Linked DNA regions of Mus musculus: regions 2 and 3 are each linked to region 1. Evidence: chromatin contacts called from public HiChIP or PLAC-seq and promoter capture Hi-C data. All regions are on one chromosome and are shown on one strand. Each heading gives the region's core, a stretch centred on a gene start, on an enhancer-like site or on the middle of the called end of the contact. The rest is flanking DNA. Distances are from core to core; before and after follow the strand shown. Region 1 holds the start of 1700022H01Rik (RIKEN cDNA 1700022H01 gene). Region 2 holds the start of Anapc16 (anaphase promoting complex subunit 16). Region 3 holds the start of Ddit4 (DNA-damage-inducible transcript 4).

Region 1 (3,808 bases), core at 851-3,350:
CAAATGCCTGTCTTTACTTGAATGGGATGGGGAAAGGAGCCCCTTGGGCTGCTCGTGCAGGGCTGGACTGCATCTCTTCTTGGCACTCACAAGCCAAGCTGCCCTCAGAGTTCAGAGGTTCTCCTGCCTCTGCCCCCCGAGGGCTGGAATGTAGCTGTATTCTGATACACCTTGCTGCATTGTTTTTTTGATTTTTAAAATGACCTTAGTCAGTTTGTGTCTATGAACATTTTACTTACATATATGTGTGTTGTGTGTTCTAAGAAGCCTTGAAGGTCAGAAAAGGGTGCTGGATCCCGTGGGACTGGAGTTACAGATGCTTGTGAGCAGCCATGTGGGTGCTGGGATTGAACTCATTCTTAGGGGAGATGTCACATGTACTTTTTAGCTTGGTGACCTCATGACTGAGACCTCACCAGACCCTCCTGTAGCTTTAGACCCATTTTTATGAAATGCCTGGTATCAAACTCTGGAAGTTGGAACCAACACTGGCTAACTAAGTCGCACTCACTTGCTTTCCTTCTTAGTTCACAGGAACCATTCCTTTGCCAGCCCTGGCATTTGCAGAGACTGCCCTCCCCACCCCACTTTCTGTGGTTCTGGAACTTGAACTCAGGTTGTCAGTCTTGATCTTTGAGCAGTGTGACTGCTAATCTTGGTTGTCAAGTTGATCACATCTGGAATTAACTAAGATGAAAGCAGCTGGTCACACCTGTGAGGGATTTTTCTTGATCGGATCATATGAAGTGGGAAGACCCACCCTAAATCTGGGCCACACTCTCGAGTGGCAGCCCACATAAAAGGACATGGAAGGAGGAGGCGTTTGCTTTTTTGCCTGCTTGCCCTCACTCTCCCTGGCAAGTTCATCTGTTCTGTTGTTGAGGCATCCCTCCATTGATATTAGGACCTACTTCTTTGGGATTCCAACTTCGACTGAAGACTACTGGCTATGTAGTAGTTCCCTAGATTCTCAGCATCAGATTGGGACTGCTGAGCCTATCAGTCTGGTATGGTCTGAACCATTACCCAACTCTTGGCCTTCCCATTGGGAAACAACCAATTGTTGGACTACTCAGACCACAGCCTGTAAGCCACTCTAATAAATCCTCTTAACGATATATTGGGGTTAGAGAGATGGCTGAGCAGTGAAGAGCACTGGATGGTCTTCCAGAGGACTTGGGTTCAATTCCCAGCAGAGATATGCTCACTAGAATCTCACCATGGTCTATAACTCCCGTTCCAGGAGATCTGACACCCTTTTGGTCTCTGCAGGCAACAAACATGTACATAGTACAGACATTCATGCAAACAAAACACTTGTAAATATTTTTTAAGTTGCACATGTATAATTATTCTATCTCTGTTCCTTATTTATTCGTTTGTTTAAGACAGGGTATCGCCGTGTAACTCTGGCTGGCCTGGAACTCAGAGATCCATAGACATTAGCTTCCCAAGGGCTGGCATTAAAGGCGTGCATCACAATGCGGGGCCAGTTGTGGTTCCTCTGAGAGCCCTGGCTAAAACAGTAGGCAAACCTACCTTGACCTGATGGATGAGCTATTTTGCAAGCCCCAGTTAACTGATTTGTTCAGTGGAGCTATTAATACGTACTGAGGGTTAAACCAGATGAAGGATCCCAAGCAGTCAGGGTACTGCCCAAAACTGCTCATTAAACTCTTGTTGCTTTTATTTAGAAAGCTGAAAAATAGAAACGCTATCCCAAGGCGGGGAAAACAACTTAAAACGATGACTAGGTGACATCCACCTAGGTTGAGGTCTCCAAAGTCAATTCTACTGTCCTAGACTCTACTGATATCTGGCAGCCTCCGCTTCTGATGTCCGGCGCGCGTCTGAAAACATACTGGGATCGGAAGCCCCAGGCTGCTTAAGTAGCTGCTTAAGTTGGGGACAGAAGCCCAGGCCGCCTGACAGACGCTGCCACGTCTTACCCCGCTTGAGAGCCTCCACAGAGCGGGCGGAGCCTCACCCCGAGCGTACGTCACTCCTTAGGCCCGCCTCTCCGCGGCCAGAGTGGCTGTTAGGGCGGTACCCACAGCCCGGACGGCGTGACGCGTCGAGGGGGCGGGGCACGTGCGTGCCCGGAAGTCTCAGGGAGGGGCGTGACGTACATCCGGCGCGTAGCTGGCGGACCCGGGGACTGCTGGTCTGTGTGCTCTGAGGGAGGGTCGCGCCGCCAGCCACCGCCGGAGGAGCCCCTCGGGCCGTGAGTCGGGGCCCCAGCGGAGGAGGTGGCGGTGGGGCAGCGGGCCCGGGACGGGCCACAGCGAAGGCCGGGGCGCGGGGCCGCCGCGGAGGGGCTGGGTGGGGGTGCAGTGACACGCAGGCGGTTCCGCGGGCCGGCTCTGGGCGGGGACGGGCTGCGGGGTGGCGTGGCGGCGGTCGGGGTTTTTTTTGGGGGAGGAGACGGCTTCGTGGCCTCCATAGCGGAGGAGTCTGGTTCCTCGGTGAGGATAGCTGGAGCCCTGGCACTCATCCTTGCGTTCTGCAGATCGTGGCCCTCGAGTAGCGAGTGGGCGCTCGAGCCCCACGTTCAGCCTCTGGGTATCCGATGCCCTGTCTGGAACCCATGGTCTCTCCCTCCACCAACACCCCACTCCCATCCACCCTTTTTATTTTTCCTGTGCATGGAAAAATTCCCTCTTGGGCGATTATCGTAGATGAATGTTTTCTTCGTCATTTTTACCCAGGTGAGAATGGTACCGACCAATGGTACCATTGGTAGTCGTACCCTTTCTCAGTATCCTCCCTCACTGGGTGTTTCTTCAGTACCTGGGCACTGTCCGCTCAGGTTGAGAAGGGAGGGTTAGGGGGGAATTGTCAGGAAGCTGATCTTTGACATTCACCTTGCAGCTACGTAGACTTTCTTAGTTAATAGCCAGCTGCCTTCTATCCCAGATTCACCCGGAGTGAATATGTTTGAGAGTACGTTTTTTATTGCTTGATGGTCTTTCTGGCACTTGTTTGTTCCCATCTTGATATTTGCACGGTTTTTACTTAAGGTTCATGAATTGTGTTGTTGGTTTTAATATTCTTAACATTCCATAGATGATAGAGTAGACGAAGAATAGAAAATAGTGTGTTCTTAAGATTATCGTCTGTGTAGGTGGTAGGTTAAGGAAGAAAGTTACCTTTTACCCTTTTGGAAGTCTTATGATTGGAATTTAATATTAGCAGGAAAAGGGCTTTGGTTTTAGGTGAGAGGCTTTTCTTCTTAAATACCTTATTTTTATTTGATGTGAATTGTTGTTTTACCTCCATGTGTGCCTGTGTGAGATCCCCTAGAGATGAAGTTACAGTTCTGAGCCGCATGTGGGTGCTGGGGCTTGAACCCAGGGCCTCTGGGAGAGCAGTTGGTACTCTGAACCTCTGATCCGTCTCTCCTGGCTTTTGGAACTGATGCTTTTGACCGCACAGTCTTGAACAGGACAGGGAGCCTAAAGAGTGTCCTCGTCTTCATCTTGGCTTGCTAGAGTTGGTGGGAGGATGAGATGAAGGTATTTGTGCTGGTGCTGTATAAATTCTAAGGTTGCTGGTGGATGAATTGGTTCAGATCCCGAGATCTCAAGGACAGTGTCAGCAAGGCCATTTCTTCAGCTTTGGGCAGCAGTACAGCCCAACTCTGGGCTCTGAGAGGAGTACTACTTTTTTTTTTTTTTAAGATTTATGTATTTATTTTATGTATATGAGTACACTGTAACTGTTAGACACACCAGGAGAGGGCATCGGATCCCATTACAGATGGTTGTGAGCCATCATGTGGTTGCTGGGAATTGAACTCTGGAAGAGC
Region 2 (3,591 bases), core at 453-2,952, 1.7 Mb before region 1:
AGCGCTGGGCTACACTCTCAGTCAGCACATTCACCTCATGATCTTATAAAGAATCTTGCAGTGGGGCTGGGGAGAGCTACATGGAGTAAGTGTTTTCACTGGAGGGGTTGGGGAGCCCTTCAAGTCACTTACAAGCCTCACAGGTGTGGTAGCTGCCTGTAAACCCAGCCCTTGGGAGGCAGAAGATAAGCGATTCCCCATAGCAATGTTGTTAGCTAGGTTATGGGGAATGGGAATGTTCTGGGTTCAGGGAAGCTATGAAAGGCTAAGGAGGAAGACAGCAGACACCAGCTTCAAGCCTGGGCCTGGGGATGTATTGTGAGGTGGCTAGAGTGTTTGCTTACCCAAGTGTGAGGCACTGAAAAGGATCCCATGTCGTTGGAAGGAGAAAACAAACTACCTTTGTACCCTGGAGGCATCTTATAAAAACCCTTGTCACAGTGGCTCCTGGATGAATGATTTATAAATACGAGGTCAGCCGGGCGGAGGTGGCCCACGCCTTTAATCCCAGCACTTGGGAGGCAGAGACAGGCAGATTTCTGAGTTCGAGGCCAGCCTGGTCTACAGCGTGAGTTCCAGTACAGCCAGGGCTGTACAGAGAAACCCTGTCTCGAAAAACCAAAAAAAACCAAACCAAACCAAAAAAACCAAAAAAAAAAAAAAAAAAAAAAACCCCACAAAACCAACCAACCAACCAAAACAAACAAACAAACAAACCGAGGACAAAAGCAATCAGCTCAGTAGAGGCTGCAGGGGACCGAGACAGTTCCAGTCATGACTCTTTCTGCATGGAGTATTCAACCCTGTCGCTCAGGAGACTACCATCCTCATAACGAGGCACTCAGTGAACTTTTGTTGAATGATGATTATCTGGAACTTGGCCCTATCAGGGAAGCTGTGGCTGCTGCCAAGCAGAGGAAACGCTCCTAAGAAGCGGAATGATAGTTTGTGGGGCACAATATGGCTGGCGTGGTTAAATACTTACTTTGTGTACGACAGGGACGACCTCGCACTCATAAACTTTCCGCTTATAGTCTTAAAACAAAACAAAACAAAAAAAGAGATCCTCCTTTAAAATAAAGCCCAGAACAAACCAGATGCTTATGTCGATCGGGATCCAAGTGAGGTGGCTAATTATGACACCCGTTGGGTTCTACTAACAAAAATCACTAGGTGTCCCACCTAGACAGACGGATCACCACCCGCAGCACCTAGCTGCGGTAGCTCTTTCTAGGTGGGATGAAGAAGCTCGCGGGAGAGGGGAGGAGCCAGCACCCTAATCCTGGCTACTCCAACTCCACCCAGGTACGCTTCCTACCCAACAACTCGGGGAGGAAGGGAAGGCTTGCGGCCGGCCCACGGCGCAGGCGCCAACCCGCCCCACGCATGCTCAGTCGGATGACGCTGCCTTTGCATACGGCCGGCGCGGGCGAGCCTCCAGGGTCTCTTCCTACGCTCCCAGTTAGTCCTGGCAGGTAGGAGCGTAGGGGGGAATCAGGTCTGGAAGGTTCTCGGCCACTTACCTCAGCAGCTTGTGCACTTTGACTGACAGCCCCGCCCCTTGGACGAAGCCGTGCGGCCTCGCTCGCCACGACGTAGACGGCGGCGTGCGCGCGCCCGCCTGAGCTGTGGGAGTTTGATGGCGGTGCTGCGCCTGTCCCTGCGGCGGTGAGGGCTAGAGGGCGGTGCTAGCGCGCATGCGTGGAGGGGGCGGAGCCCGGCTGGGCCAGACCGAGCTTTCCGAGAACACTTCCGGGTCGCTGTGGCTGCCCCGCCCCCTTCCCCGCCCCAGTCCCCCGCAGTTTTGGTTTTCTTGCGTTGGTGCTGTCTGCTCCGCCTCTCTAGCGTAGGATGTTCAGCGTTTGCTTTTTATGTGAGAATTGCACGAAAGCATATCCACTTTTCCCTCTTCAAACACCCATGACCCAGGGCTAGTCCGCTCTCCTCCTTCTGCGCAGTCTCTGCCTGGAGCTGCTCAGGAAAGGTACCACTGTGGCTTCGTGCTCAGTGCTCACACTTTGTAAAGGCTCCTTTTCGACAGAACGTGGTTTTTGAAGTGGGAAGGGATGCTAAAGGAGTAGCACACCAGGGTGGCGCGGCACAAGACTGTTAATAATTGCATCCCCCTGCCAACGTTGATTTTCTGTTTTCTCAAAGCACGAACCCTCTTCTTGCGTCCTGCAGGTGGCTGCGGATTAGCGACTTGACTGAGGGTTGGGTCAAGCATTCATTTGGAAGGGATTGTTAGGCCTTCTTTGGTGGAACTTGTTAAGTACGTGAACTTGTAGCCGCAGCCATCTGGGATGGGAACATGGGGTAGTTTATCAGGAGCCTTTAATTCCGAATTATTGATTCAAGCGTGAAGCCGTTTGTTGTGTTCTGGAGGCAGTGGCCTCGGGAAACTGTTCCTTCTCAGTACTGTGTTGGTCCGAGAACTGTGTTAGTAAGTCATATTTTAATTGTACTGTGATAGGGAAATAAATCTGATTGGAAGGTATTTATTTCTAGCATCTTTAAAACGGCTTACCTCTCTTCCGCGGGTATTGTACCGATGGTTCCTCAATGCGTTATCAAACTGGATACGATAAAATATCATACTGGATAGGGTGAATGAAGCACTCTGCTCATACTTAGGTGGCTAGCAAGACCTCACCCCCTATAGGTTAATCAGACACCTATACAAGAACTTACACTGGTGAGCTCATGGAAAGCGACACTATTTTTGCTTAGGATGTGCTGTGAACTGCCCAGTTGAGGCCTACATAATGGAGTTTTTAATTTAAATTTCTTATTACATTTATTTATTTACGAATGTAGTCTGTGCATATGTTACCTGCCTACACAGCAGAATTTTTTTTTGTTTTTTTGTTTTTTGTTTGTTTTTTGTTTTTGTTGTTTTTTGGTTTTTTTGAGACAGGGTTTCTCTGTATAGCCCTGGTTGTCCTGGAACTCACTCTGCAGACCAGGCTGGCCTCGAACTCAGAAATCCACCTGCCTCTGCCTCCAGAGTGCTGGGATTAAAGGCGTGCGCCACCACGCCCGGCTAGCAGAATTTTTTAAATTTAAAATTTTATTACATTTATTTATTTAGTCTATGCTACTTGCCTACATAATGGAGTTTCTTTTAACTTAATTTTTTATTACATTTGTTTGTTTATTTCCATATTTTGTCTGTGCGTTTGCTACCTGGCTGCATGTGTAGTCCAGAGGACAACCTGCAGGAGTCAACTTTTTCCTTCTGCCGTGTGGGTCATCGGCCTTGGGAGCAAGTGCCTTTACCTGTTGAGCCATCTTAGTGACCTAAGTATTCATTGTTTAATTAAAAAAAAAAAAATTAAACAAAAGGGCACTTTCTTTTTCAGGACTTTCCTGGAACGTCATTTGTCATGGATGTTCTACGCCCACAGATTGTAACGTTCGATGGACGGAATTATAGAAAGAATCCCATCCAGGAGAAACAGTACCAACATGAAGAAGACGAGGATTTCTATCCTGGTAATCCTGGGGGGTCTCTTAGGTCCCACAAGAGGGAAAATGTTCTTTGTACTGTAAGGGTAATTCTTTGCTTTGTTGCTGCTCAGTGGGTCTAAT
Region 3 (4,070 bases), core at 728-3,227, 1.7 Mb before region 1:
TGGCACTCCTCTGGGAAAAGAGGGTTCCAGCCCCCCACCCCCACCCCAGCCCCTCTCCTCACAGTTGAATCCTCCAGTACATGGGCACCGGGATGGGCTGGCTGCAGCTCCCAGGTGTAATTTTGTTTCAAGTGTCGAAGATCCCGAATGATCCTAACACCCACCCCATTCCTACTCTTACATTCATGCAGTCTGTAAGATAGCTGCCTCGAACAGGTCAGTAGTGAAGCGCCGATCCCCACCCCCCAAAACCAAGATACAAAACAAATGACAAAACACACTAGGTCCTTTCAGACCAGAAGATACACAAACTGTCGGCCACCTCCCCCTGCCTCCCCCCCAGCCCCCAACCCCCAGCCGGGGCAGAGGCCAGTGCAGACCAGCTGCCCTTCTGGCTCTGGCCCACAACTGCTGTTGTAACTTGTCAGTAATAAAAAAAAATAAGGTACATGCTACATACACATCCAGCCAGAAGCCTGTGTGACTCCTAAGCCTTTGTTTCATGCTACAGTACTGAGGGGCGTGTGCCCCAACAGGGAGCCACCTGCATACAACCTAGAGACTTCCTGGAGAACACTTCCTTCCCCCACCTGGCCCTGCGCCCCTCAGGTGGCTATCGTCAGTTTTCTAACACAGGGGACAGTCCTTCAGTCCTTGCCTGCGGGTCTCCACCACAGAAATTCCTTGTCTTCACTTTGGGGGGCAGTGAGAAACCCTCCCCGCACCCCACCCCAGGATGTAGTTCAACACTCTTCAATGAGCAGCTGCTCGGAGCTGTAGAGTTTCTTCTTGATGACTCTGAAGCCGGTACTTAGCGTCAGGGACTGGCTGTAACCAGGGACCAAGGAAGAGTTGGCAGAACTTAACAGCCCCTGGATCTTGGGCCAGAGGCGAGAGTCCAGACGCAGCACCAGGGTCAACTGAAAGGTGGGCACCAGGCTGGGGTCGAGGGCCAGCTGAGCCACGCTATGGCAGCTCTTGCCTTGCTCCACACACACGTCCAGCAGTGCCCCCCGCAGGCCGCACGGCTCACTGTATGCCAGGCGCAGGAGTTCCTTGCCCACCTGGCTCACCAGCTGGCTCGGCATGAGCAAACGCGCAGGGCGCCGCGAGCCCAATCGCGCCTGGGACAGGCTCTCCTGCAGCAGCTGCATCAGGTTGGCACACAGGTGCTCATCCTCGGGGTCACTGAGCAGCTCAAAGTCGGGCAGGGACACCCCATCCAGGTATGAGGAGTCTGGATAGAGAGAACACAGGGAAAGGGTATTGTATTAGAGCGCCTTCCACAGGAGCTGTACGGGCGGGGGAGGTGCAGTTTGCCTAAGCAAACAGTGTCCCTTTCCACTCCGTGCCTCAGTTTCCGCCCCGCAGTCTTGTCTTCTAACCCTAGAGTAATCTGTTTTTTCGTGCTGGGGTGGGAAGCCAAGGTGGCTTTGAGCCGATTCAGCTCGCTTCGTACCCACCTCCCGGGACCCCTCCCACCCCCCATCCCCGAACCCAATTCGGCCCCGGCTGAGTGCTCACCTTCCTCCGGCCCGAAGCCACTGTTGCTGCTGTCCAGGGACTCGCAGTCCGAGCTCTCCAGGCTCGCGCAGCGGTCAAGGCCCTCTTCTCTGGCTGCAGACCCCCAGGCGGAGCGCGGCGGCCGATCAGCGGCCGGAGTTCGAGACGAGGACGAAGAGGAAGAGGAGGACGAGAAACGATCCCAGAGGCTAGGCATGGCGGGGTCAGACGCCAGGACGCTGGCTGCTAAGGTCCGAATGAAGGCGCACAGAAGCCGCTGAAAGACAAGAGGGACAAGGATTTGGCGTCAGTGTCGGCGTTGCACAGGATTGAGGGCTCTGAGGCCCCAAGAGCCGAGGTCACTCCCCGACAAGATGTGCACACCCGGGAGGGACACTCACCAGCTAGCGCGGTCAGCGAAGATTGCGGACAAGAGCGCTCTGCCTCTCGAAGGGTGAGCGAACTGGTGCCAACCCCCGATCGCTGCCCGGACCTGTCCCTTCGAACCCTCTCGCACCTCCCCCCTGCCTGCTGCGATCCCTAGCACCAGCGAGCAGCAGCCTATAAGGGCTCTCCCGGCGAGGCCACGCCCCCTCCAGGTCGCAGCCCAATCGAGACCCGGGAGTGTGGCCCACCTCAGCCAATAGGCACCGGGCGCACGTTCGCAACGTTCTCTCCTGCCTGGTGACAGCGGCCTGGCCCCGCCCCCACGGAGCCCCAGAACGCTCCCGGCCGAACCCCTCTCCCCTCGCCTTAGCTTCGGCCACACCCCCTTTCTGGAAGGGATCCGAGGCGGCTTTCAGCAGCTGCCAAGGTCCCTGAGGGCGCTCGCGGTAGGGGAGGATCAAGGAAAGACTTGTTTATTATAGGGGCGCGTTGCTGGGGGAGGGGACGGCCCGTGACTGCACTGAAAAGAAGAGTTGGGGGACCTGGTGCGGCTTGAGCAGGGGAGAAAGGTACCCCTAGCTTCTGGGAGCCCAAGGGCCAAGGACACTACCGGGCGCACAACTGGATGCCCCATGGGACCGTGGCGCGGCGGCAGACGTTACTCCGTTGTCCCATGAGCATCAGTCCCACGCTGTCTTTGCTTCTGACACGCGATGCACTTTTGGTAATAGGTCCAAAGACAAGGCATCTCAGGGCCATCGGCTCCCACGTCCCCTCATCAGTGTTCCTGTTACTCTGCAGCCCCGGGGGAGCAGGGTGTAGGTTCAGGAGGACATCAAGTGCTTGCCAATTCGAGATTGTCCTCTAGCAGAGGGTTTGGGTAGGAGTTAGAGTTCACGGACTCCGATTCTTAGCGCCTGGTCCACGGCCAGGGAACAAGGGCTCACATCAAACCGACACAGTGACCCACCCGCAGGCCTTAGGGGGACAGAACACTGCAGGGCCAAGTGCCTCCCAAACCCACTGCGGCAGAGCCCCTGGCGTCCGCCGGGTCCTAGAACCCCTCCCATGCTTTGTGTTAAGGGGGGGAAAAGCGGCGGATCGGGGGTGGGGGGTGGGGTGGCAGGAGAATTCAATTCAATGGAACCCAGGACCGAGGTCTTTGGAAAAGTCCAAATGCAAGAGCCATATGGGGTTTCATCATTCAGGCGAGGCAACAGGAAATATAGCCTGGCAGCGATGCTCTAGGGCTGATAGCGATTTGTTTAGGGTAGGAGGAGATTCAGTCGGACTAGACCTGTTTTTTTGTTTTTTTTTTTGTTTTTTTTTTTTATAAAAAGGTTTGTTAATGTAGGACACTGGGACCCTGATGGAAGAAAAGACCAAACTTACATCAGACACTCTGGCCCGGCGGGCAGGAACCAAACCAGATCAGACAGGCAAGCATCACATCGCTACAGGGCAGGTTTGCTTTGACACATGACACTTGCCAGGGAAGTCAGGCCACTGTCCTTTCCAGCCCCACCCCCACTGCCCAATTTCATCTTTTGGACGGAGTTTCACGGCTGGCTGGCCTGGAACTCCCAGAGATTCTCCTGCCTTTGCCTTCCTAGTTCCAGGATGACAGTGAGTCACGAAGCATAGCTCCTACCACCGATATTTTTAAAATTAAAATTAAAAGCCTGACTTTTAGAACAGCCAGGTCTTAGAACTGCAAAAGGATGGGAATCCAAGCTCTCCCACACGTACTCTCATTTTACAGGTGGGAGACACATGGTCAGGGCAGTGGTGGCACACGCCTTTAATCCTAGCACCTGTGAAGCAGAGGCAGGCAGATTTCTGAGTTCGAGGCCAGCCTGGTCTACAGAGTGAGTTCCAGGACAGCCAGGGCTACACAGAGAAACCCTGTCTCAATAAACCAAAAAAAAAAAAAAAAAAAAAAATCACATTTATGGACACACCCCCCTCCCCCGCAGGGGCGTGCGGTGGGGGTAGGTGGGGGTAGGCTCAGACTAGGAGACACAGTTAAAGACAGCTGCAAAATAGAGGACTGCTTGCCCCTGGAGTTCCCAGGCCTAAGAGCATTCTTTCCTGACATTTAGACTTGCCACTTGCTAGGAGACATCGGATAGGGTGGTAAGATGAAATGCTTCCGCGAGAGCAGGTGACATCATCCTGCA

Evidence for each region. HiChIP or PLAC-seq counts read pairs in DNA pulled down with a chosen protein or histone mark. Capture Hi-C pulls out chosen DNA fragments and counts their contacts.
Region 2: a promoter capture Hi-C map of adipose tissue shows a contact between it and region 1, with 2.7 times the contacts expected there. The contact joins the promoter of Anapc16 here to the promoter of 1700022H01Rik in region 1. A contact is called at or near these places in 1 of 39 promoter capture datasets (liver) and 1 of 9 other capture datasets (adipose tissue).
Region 3: an HNF4G HiChIP or PLAC-seq map of pancreatic cancer cells shows a contact between it and region 1. The contact joins the promoter of Ddit4 here to the promoter of 1700022H01Rik in region 1. A contact is called at or near these places in 1 of 39 promoter capture datasets (liver) and 1 of 115 datasets of contacts at active chromatin or transcription factors (pancreatic cancer cells).

What each region holds. Positions count from the first base shown.
Region 1 is chr10:61,678,190-61,681,997 of GRCm38.p6, forward strand. 1700022H01Rik (RIKEN cDNA 1700022H01 gene) reads right to left here and starts at 2,101. Exons shown (of 2, transcript NR_126477.1): 1 at 1,950-2,101. It overlaps Sar1a (secretion associated Ras related GTPase 1A), which reads left to right and starts at 2,096. Exons shown (of 7, transcript NM_009120.3): 1 at 2,096-2,224.
Region 2 is chr10:60,001,433-60,005,023 of GRCm38.p6, forward strand. It overlaps Anapc16 (anaphase promoting complex subunit 16), which reads right to left and starts at 1,703. Exons shown (of 4, transcript NM_025514.3): 1 at 1,524-1,703. Ascc1 (activating signal cointegrator 1 complex subunit 1) reads left to right here and starts at 1,373. Exons shown (of 11, transcript NM_026937.3): 1 at 1,373-1,475; 2 at 3,363-3,495. The coding sequence starts at 3,387.
Region 3 is chr10:59,949,793-59,953,862 of GRCm38.p6, forward strand. Ddit4 (DNA-damage-inducible transcript 4) reads right to left here and starts at 1,978. Exons shown (of 3, transcript NM_029083.2): 1 at 1,905-1,978; 2 at 1,525-1,780; 3 at 1-1,237. The coding sequence starts at 1,720. The coding sequence ends at 744.